Linked DNA regions of Pan troglodytes: region 1 is linked to region 2. The links are chromatin contacts, called in public HiChIP or PLAC-seq maps. All regions are on one chromosome and are shown on one strand. Each heading gives the region's core, a stretch centred on a gene start, on an enhancer-like site or on the middle of the called end of the contact. The rest is flanking DNA. Distances are from core to core; before and after follow the strand shown. Region 1 holds the start of ERICH6 (glutamate rich 6). Region 2 holds the start of SERP1 (stress associated endoplasmic reticulum protein 1).

Evidence for each region. HiChIP or PLAC-seq counts read pairs in DNA pulled down with a chosen protein or histone mark.
Region 1: an H3K4me3 HiChIP or PLAC-seq map of stem cell-derived excitatory neurons shows a contact between it and region 2, with 2.1 times the contacts expected there. The contact joins the promoter of ERICH6 here to the promoter of SERP1 in region 2. A contact is called at or near these places in 1 of 7 Hi-C or Micro-C datasets (stem cell-derived neural progenitor cells) and 1 of 1 datasets of contacts at active chromatin or transcription factors (stem cell-derived excitatory neurons).

Annotation. Positions count from the first base shown.
Region 1 is chr2:153,897,429-153,902,285 of NHGRI_mPanTro3-v2.0_pri, forward strand. ERICH6 (glutamate rich 6) reads right to left here and starts at 2,610. Exons shown (of 14, transcript XM_063807274.1): 1 at 2,419-2,610; 2 at 718-775. The coding sequence starts at 740. LOC104005800 (a long non-coding RNA gene) reads left to right here and starts at 2,144. Exons shown (of 3, transcript XR_679245.4): 1 at 2,144-2,280.
Region 2 is chr2:153,739,623-153,744,357 of NHGRI_mPanTro3-v2.0_pri, forward strand. It overlaps SERP1 (stress associated endoplasmic reticulum protein 1), which reads right to left and starts at 2,200. Exons shown (of 3, transcript XM_016942157.4): 1 at 1,722-2,200; 2 at 1,373-1,448; 3 at 1-171. The coding sequence starts at 1,805. The coding sequence ends at 131. EIF2A (eukaryotic translation initiation factor 2A) reads left to right here and starts at 1,800. Exons shown (of 14, transcript XM_001143578.7): 1 at 1,800-2,500. The coding sequence starts at 2,473.

The DNA of each region.
Region 1 (4,857 bases), core at 1,360-3,859, 160 kb after region 2:
TGGGAGTGGGGGTGAAGAAGGGCATGAGATTTTCATTTTTATACCTTTGTGTAGTTTGATTTTTTTAACCACATGTATACATTATCTTTATTACAAATTGAATTAAAAGGATAACTAAAAACATGTAAGTGAGACAGAACAATTCTCCTTAAACTTAAGAATTCAAAAGTTGCTTACAAAAGCAAAGTTAGGGTAACTAATAATTCAAGATCATTGACTCAGGTTTGGTGTGAGATTTCAGGGAATATTTACAAAGATGTTCCAGAAGGCATTTCACTGGTATCTTCTTATTATAGTTAAAGTGCCTGAAGGCTAATAGCAATAACAAGAAAAAGAAGAGAGAGAGAGGAAAAAGGAAAAGCTATTATTTCCACTCTCTTCCACAAAAGGCGTCCCTGGTCACTCTTGCATTTAGCCAATAAAAGCCTATATTCAAAATTCTCAAGCACTTACAATTGCACACATGGCATATATAGTTATTCTTTCATGTTACATTGATAAGTGGACATGTAATCTCTAGAGCTAGGTAATAAGCTGGGGATAAGTGGGAACCTTTATCTCTTTCAAAGTGTCTACCAGTGTATATTTAAAAAAAACTTTTAAAAATAAGTAAGTCACAAATGCCCTGGATTATTTTACTCTACTTCCTAACATGTTTATCCAAAAGGTAAACATTATTGGGTTCAAAAAATGTGAAATTTGAAAACATTTTCTTACCTATCTATACTCATTTCAGACATGTCTTTCCTAAATGTCTGAAATATTTTAGGGAAACCTGTTGAATGAAACATTTAAAAATCAGCTATTCCCTCTAAATCAAAAGGTCAATTCTACCCCCCTAGGAACACATGGCAATGTCTGGAGACTTTTTTTTTTTTTTGAGACGGAGTCTCGCTCTGTCGCCTAGGCTGGAGTGCAATGGCGCGATCTTGGCTCACTGCAAGCTCCACCTCCCGGGTTCACGCTATTCTCCTGCCTCAGCCTCCCAAGTAGCTGGGACTACAGGCGCACGCCGCCACGCCCGGCTAATTTTTTGTATTTTTAGTAGAGACGGGGTTTCACCATGTTAGCCAGAATGGTCTCGATCTCCCGACCTCGTGATCTGCCCGCCTAGGCCTCCCAAAGTGCTGGGATTACAGGCGTGAGCCACCGCGCCCGGCCTGGAGACATTTTTGATCATCGCAAGGGTGTGTGCTTCTAGCACAGCCACGGGTAGAGGACAGGGATGCTGCTAAACATCCTGTAATTCACAGGACAGTCCCCAATCCTCCCCAACAAAGAATTATCCAGACCAAAATGTCAATACTAGAGCTTGAGAAGCCTACTCTAGAAGACTTCTCTGCTTCTTTTTTCAAGGAAGTGACTGGAGTGGCTTCAGCACAGGATGTTAAACACAAAAGAGAGTTTTTTTTTTGTTTTGTTTTGTTTTTTTTTTTTTTTTTTTTTTTGCAGGACTGTTTTAGTAGTACAGCACCCTTAAGGCACTTCTCTGGAAATAATATGAGAGTGTGTGTGTGTGTGTGTGTGTCTGTGAGAGAGAGAGAGAGGGAGAGAGAAAGAGAGGGGGAGGGGAGAGGGAGGGGAGGAAGAGGGAGGGGAGGGGGAACAGAGAGAGAGAGAGACAGAGATGTCACGGTGTGAATGCACGCAAAAATGTTATAAAAATGAGCACTCCCAGCAGCCTGGGCAACATAGTGAGACGCCAGATTAGCTGGGTGTGGTGGCGTGTGCCTGTAGTTCCAGTTACTCGAGAGGCTGCGGTGGAAGGCTTGAGCCCAGGAGGTCGAGGCTGCAGCCACTGCACTCCAGCCTGGGCGACAGAGCGAGACTCTTGTCTAAAAAAAAAAAAGCACTTCATACAGCCATGCCCAAGTTCAACTTTTATGGTGTTTCGCCTATATCCTAAATCGTGCCTCATCACAACAGCTCAGCCAAGGGTTCAGTGTCTCTGACAAGGGCGTGAGAGAGATTAGGTGTGTGGAATGGTGCATGCATTTAGAAATCAGGCACGACGCGCAGGTCGACGAAGGCACCACCCAGGAGTGGGTGGACCAGGTGCCCCCTGGAGACGAGAAACCCTCGAGGAAGGGGTGGGTCGGGGGCGGTACTTTTATGCGAGGAGGTGCTGGAGGGTGGGCTTGCGCTCGGCGTTTCAGTGCTGGTCGCGCTCTGGCTGGGCACGAACGTAGAGGTCAGGCTAGGGCTGACGATGCTGGCTAAGCGGGGGCGCACGTCTAGGAAGTCGTCGTCGTAGTCACCGATGTCCGTGACCTTCCAGAGGTACTCTTCGCTGAACGTCTCAGGGGCCTCCAACTCCTGCTCTTCCCCCACCAACTCCTCCTCCACCACCTCCTCCTCCACCTCTTCCTCCTCCTCCTCCTCCTCCACCTCTTCCTCCTCCTCCTCCTCCACCTCCACCTCTTCCTCCTCCTCCTCCTCTAACTCCTCCTCTGACTCCTTCTGGTCCTTCTTCCCCGGGTCTCCGAAGCCGCTAGGCGAGCGCAAGTGGGCCATGGCTGGCGGGAGGCGGGATTACAGCCAGCTCTTTGGCCGCGGCCCCGGTCGGCTCTCGCGAGCGCGAGCCTCTGTTGTGCGTTGGTCTCCCGGGGCAACTGCTTGCCCTGCGCCACCGAGCCTCCCGGATTTAAAGCGGCAGGAGCTGGTTAGCCGGATAGAATGTGGGTGCCGAGGGCCGGTGGGGGCCACCGCAGACTTCTTTCTGTCCCTGCTCTTCAGCGTCTCTGAAACCCCTGGCAGCCTGCGGAGAAACGATCTTTTCTTCGTCTCTCAGCTTATTTGGGGCTTTTTTTTTTTTTTTTTTTTTTTTTTTAACTTGGGTGGAGGAAGTGGCTTCTAGCGACGGACACACACGGTGCCATTTGGTATTGCGGATGCTGGAGTCTGGTTATTGAGTAGACAGATGCTTGCTGGAACTTCCAGTGAAACTTTATTTACAAAATCAGGCGCCAGCCCTTGGGCCCTCGTTTGCGGATATTTTTTAAATTGCTTTAAATATTAATAAGTGTATTAAAATTGCCTTAAATGTTAGTTGTCTTAAATATTGTTAGATTAATATTAATTAATCTTGATTGGCGACATTTTTAGCGTCCCATAAATTTTGCTCCTTGCTGTGATCTGGGTCCTGCTTCTTACTTGGCCCATCTATCCATCCTGGAGTAGAAAAGTCCTGAAGCATCTGGCCACCTAGGTACCACCTGCGTCCTTCTGGGACTTTGTATTTACTTAAATTTTTGTAAAATATATGCATTTTTTATTTTTGAGAGACAGGATGTCACTCTGTCACCCAGGCTGGAGTGCAGTGGCGGCATCATGGTTCACTTCAGCCCTGAACTCTTGGACTCCAGTGATCCTCCCACCTCGGTCTCCCAAGTTGCAAGGACAACAAATGTGTGCCACCACGCCTGGCCAATTTTATATATTATATTATATTATATTTATTTTGGGACGGAGTCTCGCTCTGTCGCCCAGGCTGGAGTGCAGTGGCACGATATCGGCTCACTGCAACCTCAGCCTCCCGGGTTCAAGCAATTCTCCTGCCTCAGCCTCCCGAGTAGCTGGGACTACAGGCACGTGCCACCACGCCCGGCTAATTTTTTGCATTTTCAGTAGAGATGGGGTTTCACCGTGTTAGCCAGGATGGTCTCGATCTCCTGACCTCGTGATCTGCCTGCCTCAGCCTCCCAAAGTGCTGGGATTACAGGCGTGAGCCACAGTGCCTGGCCTGTATTATATTTATTTTGAGACAGGGTCTTACCCTGTCGCTCAGGCTGGAGTGCAGTGGTGCTATCTCAGCTCACCGCAACCTCCTCCTCCCGGCTCAAGCTGATCCTCCCGCCTCAGCCTCCCGAGTATCTGGGACTACTTTTTGTAGAGATGGCGTCTTGCTATGTTGCCCAGGCTGGTCTCAAACTCTCGGTCTCAAGCTCCTGGGCTCAAGAGATCCTCCCATCTCGGCCTCCCAAAGTTCTTAGGATTACAGACGTGAGCTACTGTGCCTGGCTAGGGAATATTTTTGAAAGTAGAGTTCTTGCAGGCTAAAGGAGCAGGCAGCACAGATGAGAGGAGACATCTGAGTTGCTTTAAAAGGAAGGGCAAAATGAGGTGACCAGAGAGGAAAGTGAAAAGCTTTCCAGCAGGCTCACGGCAGGAAAGGAGGGTCAGGACAGGGAACTATGTGTACAGATATTGAGGTACAAATAAGGTAAGTGTAACTTAAAAAGAGAAAATAAGAAAAAGCTCATTTCTTTTCTGGACAATACTAACAGTTTGATGCTGGAAGCTATCTTAGAAGTTAGGAAATTCAACCAGGGTCCTCAGAGAGCAGACTGGAAGTCAGGATGTGGGGATGAGACACGGGGCTGGCAGACAGCAAGGGTGACAGTGCTTGTGCTTACTCCGCTTGTGCCTGCTGTAGCTCAGTTCTGTGACTGCCCTGGCATTTTCTCAATTGTGTGGTGAATTAATTTGTTTAAGTACTCCTTGTTTAGACCCTCTATTTAAGACCTTTTTTGAACATTTTATGGAATCTCCTTCCCTTGGATCTACTTACTACGGAAAGAACAGTCCCTTATTTTCTCATGAGTTGATGCCACTCTCTTGTTTTGGCCGTTCAGAGATAATATGATGCTGGGTCAGTTTATATTTTCCCCTTCCCCATTCCTGGTGTCTAGCTTGACTCAGGAACTTGAGATTTGAGAACCAGGCACCAGCCCTGACTAACTGTGACTTTGGGGTTATTGAGCCTCAGTTTCTTGGTGTGTTAAATGGAAATATCAGTACCTTTCCACTTAATTTATGGGGCTATTTTGAGATAAAATTTAATTATTGTTTATTTTC
Region 2 (4,735 bases), core at 950-3,449:
GAAGCATGATAGGAAAGTCATTCTGAGGCAGGATGCTTTACTGAATTGTTTTCAACCAGGGTATCAAACATCAGGAATGAGTTCAAGTTAAAATTCACAGGAGAATGGAAACATCTTAAGGTCAGTCACTTCACATGCCCATCCTGATACTTTGAATAATCTGGAAAATTGCTGTAAAAAGAAAGAGCAAATATTAAAATAAGCTTTGAATAAAACAGGTCTGGTGTCTAACAAATATTTATTAAGGTAGCTGAAGAATCCAAAGGTACTCTTACATTTGCAAATGGTACATAACTTCAGTATAATAAGAAGTGAAGACAGGCCTGTCTGAATAAATAAAACAATGAAATATCCCTGAGTTATTTTTTTATCTTAGCTTCGCTGAACTTTATGTCTAAGTATCCAAGAGAACTTGCAGATAAGTAATCATTTTACAAAGAACTTAAAGCACCAAAGCCAACAGGTTTTTCCAGCATAGAATTATTTTGGTTTATAAGCATCCTTTTAAGGCCTGGCCTGTAACACATGCATGTTTCCTCATTCTCACAAAGCTGAAATTCAATCATCTTCAGGTTATATAAACTGCTTGGCTCTCATCCATTTATCAGGAAAGCTTCCAATTGGTAAGTGAAGAAGAAAGGCAAAGTGAAACGTTAAACAGAAATCTCAGTAATTTTAGAATGTGGAAAACAAACATCTACTTCAATATTAACAGCTTGCATATTAAAATGATAAATGAAGAGAGGAAAGACCTTTTTTTTGTAATCTATTTGCAAAGGCAAGTGTCTGTTACTCTTACAGCAGGCTACCCCGACACTTTTTTTTTTAAACCATGTATCAAACGTTTCTTTTATTAACCTAAAAACATTTGACTCACACATTAAAATGCCAATCAGGTACATTTCCTCTATAGTGAATCAATTCTTTGCACAAGCTTTATTTTATAAAATATACTCAATTTTGACATTAAGACATTAGATTCTGGTATATGTTAAATCAAGTTCTAACATCTATAGTACATATTTATAATTTTCTTTGCAAAGACTGATAATGGAGTTACAAAACATTCTAAATTCTCATTTCGTTAGGTTTTGTCCGGTCTTAACATTTATTCCAACTGGATCATTACCAAGACCTGACCTCCTTTTTGATCTCCTGTGAGTACAAATTAAGCTGGGAGAAGTTTCTGGAGCACCACCCTCTGTGCATATGTGGAACAAGTAATTTGGTTCAGACGAAACAGAATTATGTGGAGTCCTCGGCAGGTGGGTTGAGAACTACGCAGGTAGGACTCACTACTGACCGGTCACCACGTCATCCCAAGTCCTTTCAACCCAAGACTCTACCTGATGGGAGCCCCCAAGCCACTTACCAGAACCACAGACAACAAAAATGAAGAGAGCCAATAACCAGGGTCCTACAGACGCCTTCTCTTCGGGGGCATTTCTCTGCAAAAGCGAAAATCCACCATTTCAGATGCAGAGAAACCACTCGGACCCCAGGCTCCCACGCCTGCACGCCGGTCGCCGGCCCCCTCAACTCACAGGTCTCCCCTTCCGTTCCCGAACCCCCACATTCTGGCGGCTCGCACACTCGGGCCCCTACCCCTCCACGGCACCAGCCCACGGTCGGCCGGATCCGGGAGAAAACGCGACGCGGTCCCAGGGACCCGGACTCAGCTCCGGCTGCGGAACGCAGAGGGGCGCCCGCTCTTTCCTTACCGAGGTCTTGGCGACGTTGCCGCGCTGGGTGATGTTCTTGCTGTGCTTCTCGTTGGCCATACGGATCCTCTGCTTGGCGACCATCTTCGCGGCGCCACCACCTGCCCCGGCCACCCCTCGGACTCGCTCACTCGCCTGCCTCCTCTGGAGCCGCTGCGAGGCGAGGCTCGTGGTGCCCGCACCGCCGGAGCGCCGAGGTTCTCAGGCCAGACGCTAGCTACGGCCGCTGGGCCTGGGCGCCGCAAGCGCGACGTCTGAGCACAAGCCGGGCGCCGGCCGCCGACTGACTGACCGAGCGGGGCAGGTGCGCAGGAGGAAGAGAACTGGCCGCCGGGTCGTTCTCGCGCCGCCGTCGCCGCCGCTTTGGCCGCCGCCGTGAGCGCGGAGTGAAAGAGGAAGGAAACGCAACGCAACAACGGGAATGTGCAGCCCGCCGCCTCGATCTACTTTGGGTTCGGCTGCCAACGTCAGCACTAGACGGACTCCGCCCCGCGGAAGTGCGCGCCCCTCCCGCTGGAGAAGGAGGGCGAAAGCAGGCGCACCCTCCCAAGCTCTGTCAAGCGTCGCCCTAGATTTGCGCGTGCGCGTTCGGGCGCCTTTTCCGCGTCACTCCGTAACCGGAAGTGAATTGGCCCCGAGGCTGATGGCTCCGGAAACACCAATTCGCTGTCTCCACGCATGAGGAGACGTGTAGGGGCCGGGTTCGGCCCTGGTGAACTCTCACCCGAGCGGTTTCTCTTTCCGGGACAACATGGCGCCGTCCACGCCGCTCTTGACAGGTGAGTTCTGAAGAAGCGAGGGACTCTCTTTCTTCAGACTAGTTTCTTATTTTTGTCTTTGCCTTTGAGAACTACCCGAGGAGCCGGGGAGTCTGATCTGCCTTTTCTTGTGGCTTGCGGAAAGGCCAGACTGTTGGCTTTTTTGATGTAGCGTGGCAATCGGAAGTGAAGTCTCCGCCTCTGGGCTTTCGTATTCCCCCTCCCTTTCACCCATCCATCATTCTTGCCTGCGGATTCATCTTCTACAGAAATAGAAGAAGGGGGAGAAAAACAATGTGCTAATTGAATTTGTGGCACATGGGTCTGCAATACTGGTGTTACACAGGCCCTTGTGAAGTCATTTAGGTCTACAATAAGAACAAAGACAAACATGAGTTAGTCCTCTAGAATGATCACGCACTTTAAATACACCTGGACTTAAGTAATTCCAGATTCTGGCCTTCCTGCCTTAATGAGGTTTGTAGGACTGAATAGGGAGAGTGGAGCTGTAATGCAGGTTTCAAATGATGAAGGTGTGGTTGGGAGAGGGTGTAGCAGTGAGCATGATAGAGATATTCTAGCAACATTTGATTTTGAAATGGTTATGAGCATATTAGAAATAGAACATTAGAGGACTCTTGAAATTTTGAAGCTAAAGACTGTAGTGTTGGAGGAGATAATAAACTTAGATTGGAAAATGCTGGGGAAGTTGCTTTACTAGGGTGTGGCTAAGAGTCTGCATATGAGTATTACGTAAGGAAAAGAGAGTCGGGAAGGAAAAGAAGGCTTTGGTTAAGTTCTGATAACTATATAGAAGGAAAAAGTCATTAAGAGAAAGGTTGTCTGCATTTAAGGAGGGAGGCTATTCCCTCCCTTCGCCCCCCCGAAAGGAACCTTAAAACATTTTTGCACTTTTTGCCAGTCTACATTTCTATTTTTACATCTTAAAATCTTTGTTATTAAGCGCCATGCCCACTGATGCTCAGTCTGTCTTCTGCAGTTTAGTCATCATTTATCAAACGCCGAGTATAATCTGCTAGATAATATGCCAGGCAAAGACTGTTTAAAAGGCAAAGTTATATAATAAATTTTTTTTTAGGTTCGTAAAGGTAGCTTGTTATTCACAATTTTTAATACTAAATGCTTATTTGAACTCTAATGAAAAAATTACATTCTAAAATCTGATAAATAACCCCTCCTTTAAAAATGCCTACAGTAGGTAGTTCCTCTCTGCTTACAGGGTAGATTCCATCCTATGTAGCATAGTTATGTAACCATTTATAATCCTTGAATTGCTCTTGAGACTCATTTATTTCCTTGCCATCCCATCTTATTTTGTGCTCCATCAATACTGAACTGCTTCTGAGTCCCTTTGAACAACCTGTTTCTTCAGTCTAGTACTATCCTATGCCTCTTGTTGATTTGGCAAACTCTTTTTCATCTGTTGAAATTAAAATTCATTTTAGATGTCATTGCTCTGTGAAGCCTTTCGTCACTCTACCCAGATAGAGTCAGTCACTTCCTGGGCTATTTTTGTACCTGAAATATATTTGAAATTTTATTTCACTTACTAAGTAGGATAATTAGACATTCACTTGCCTTTCTCCCCTGCTAGACTGTGAGTCCTTCAGTGTCAGCGACAGGGTCTTATTCATATCTGTCTTCTCAGTACTAGTGAAGTGCCTGGTAGACAATAGATACTCTAAATCAGGGGTCCCCAACCCCCTGGGCCGGACTGGTACTGGGCAAGCATTACCACTTGAGCTTCCCCTCCTGTCAGATCAGTGGGGGCATTAGAGCCTCATAAGAGCGCAAACCCTATTTTGAACTGTGCATACAAGAGATCTAGATTAGATTTGTCTGTTTAGACTATCCTTTTAAATTAATGAAGGATAGCCACTTTATAGTAAATTAACCAAGGATGACAATTGTCTTACAGTGCTTAAAATCAGGGACTTTGTAAGAGCTTAAATGTTGTCTGTTCAGTCTACTCTTCATATTCTCATATTCTTAGAGGCCCAGAGAGATTAAGTGGTCCGATTCACACTGCAAATTGGCAGGATTAGGATTATACTTATTCAGATTGTTCAACTCTGTGGTCCATTTTTCTTTCACTAGAACAAACTGTTTAATCTTTTAAACATTCTCAATGTACATATTTCATTCAACAATAGATTATTTTACTTCCAAAATCTTTTGTTAAATTTAGACTCGTGGGATTTTAGAGCTGTGAATAATTTGCAGATTAGCCAGTAA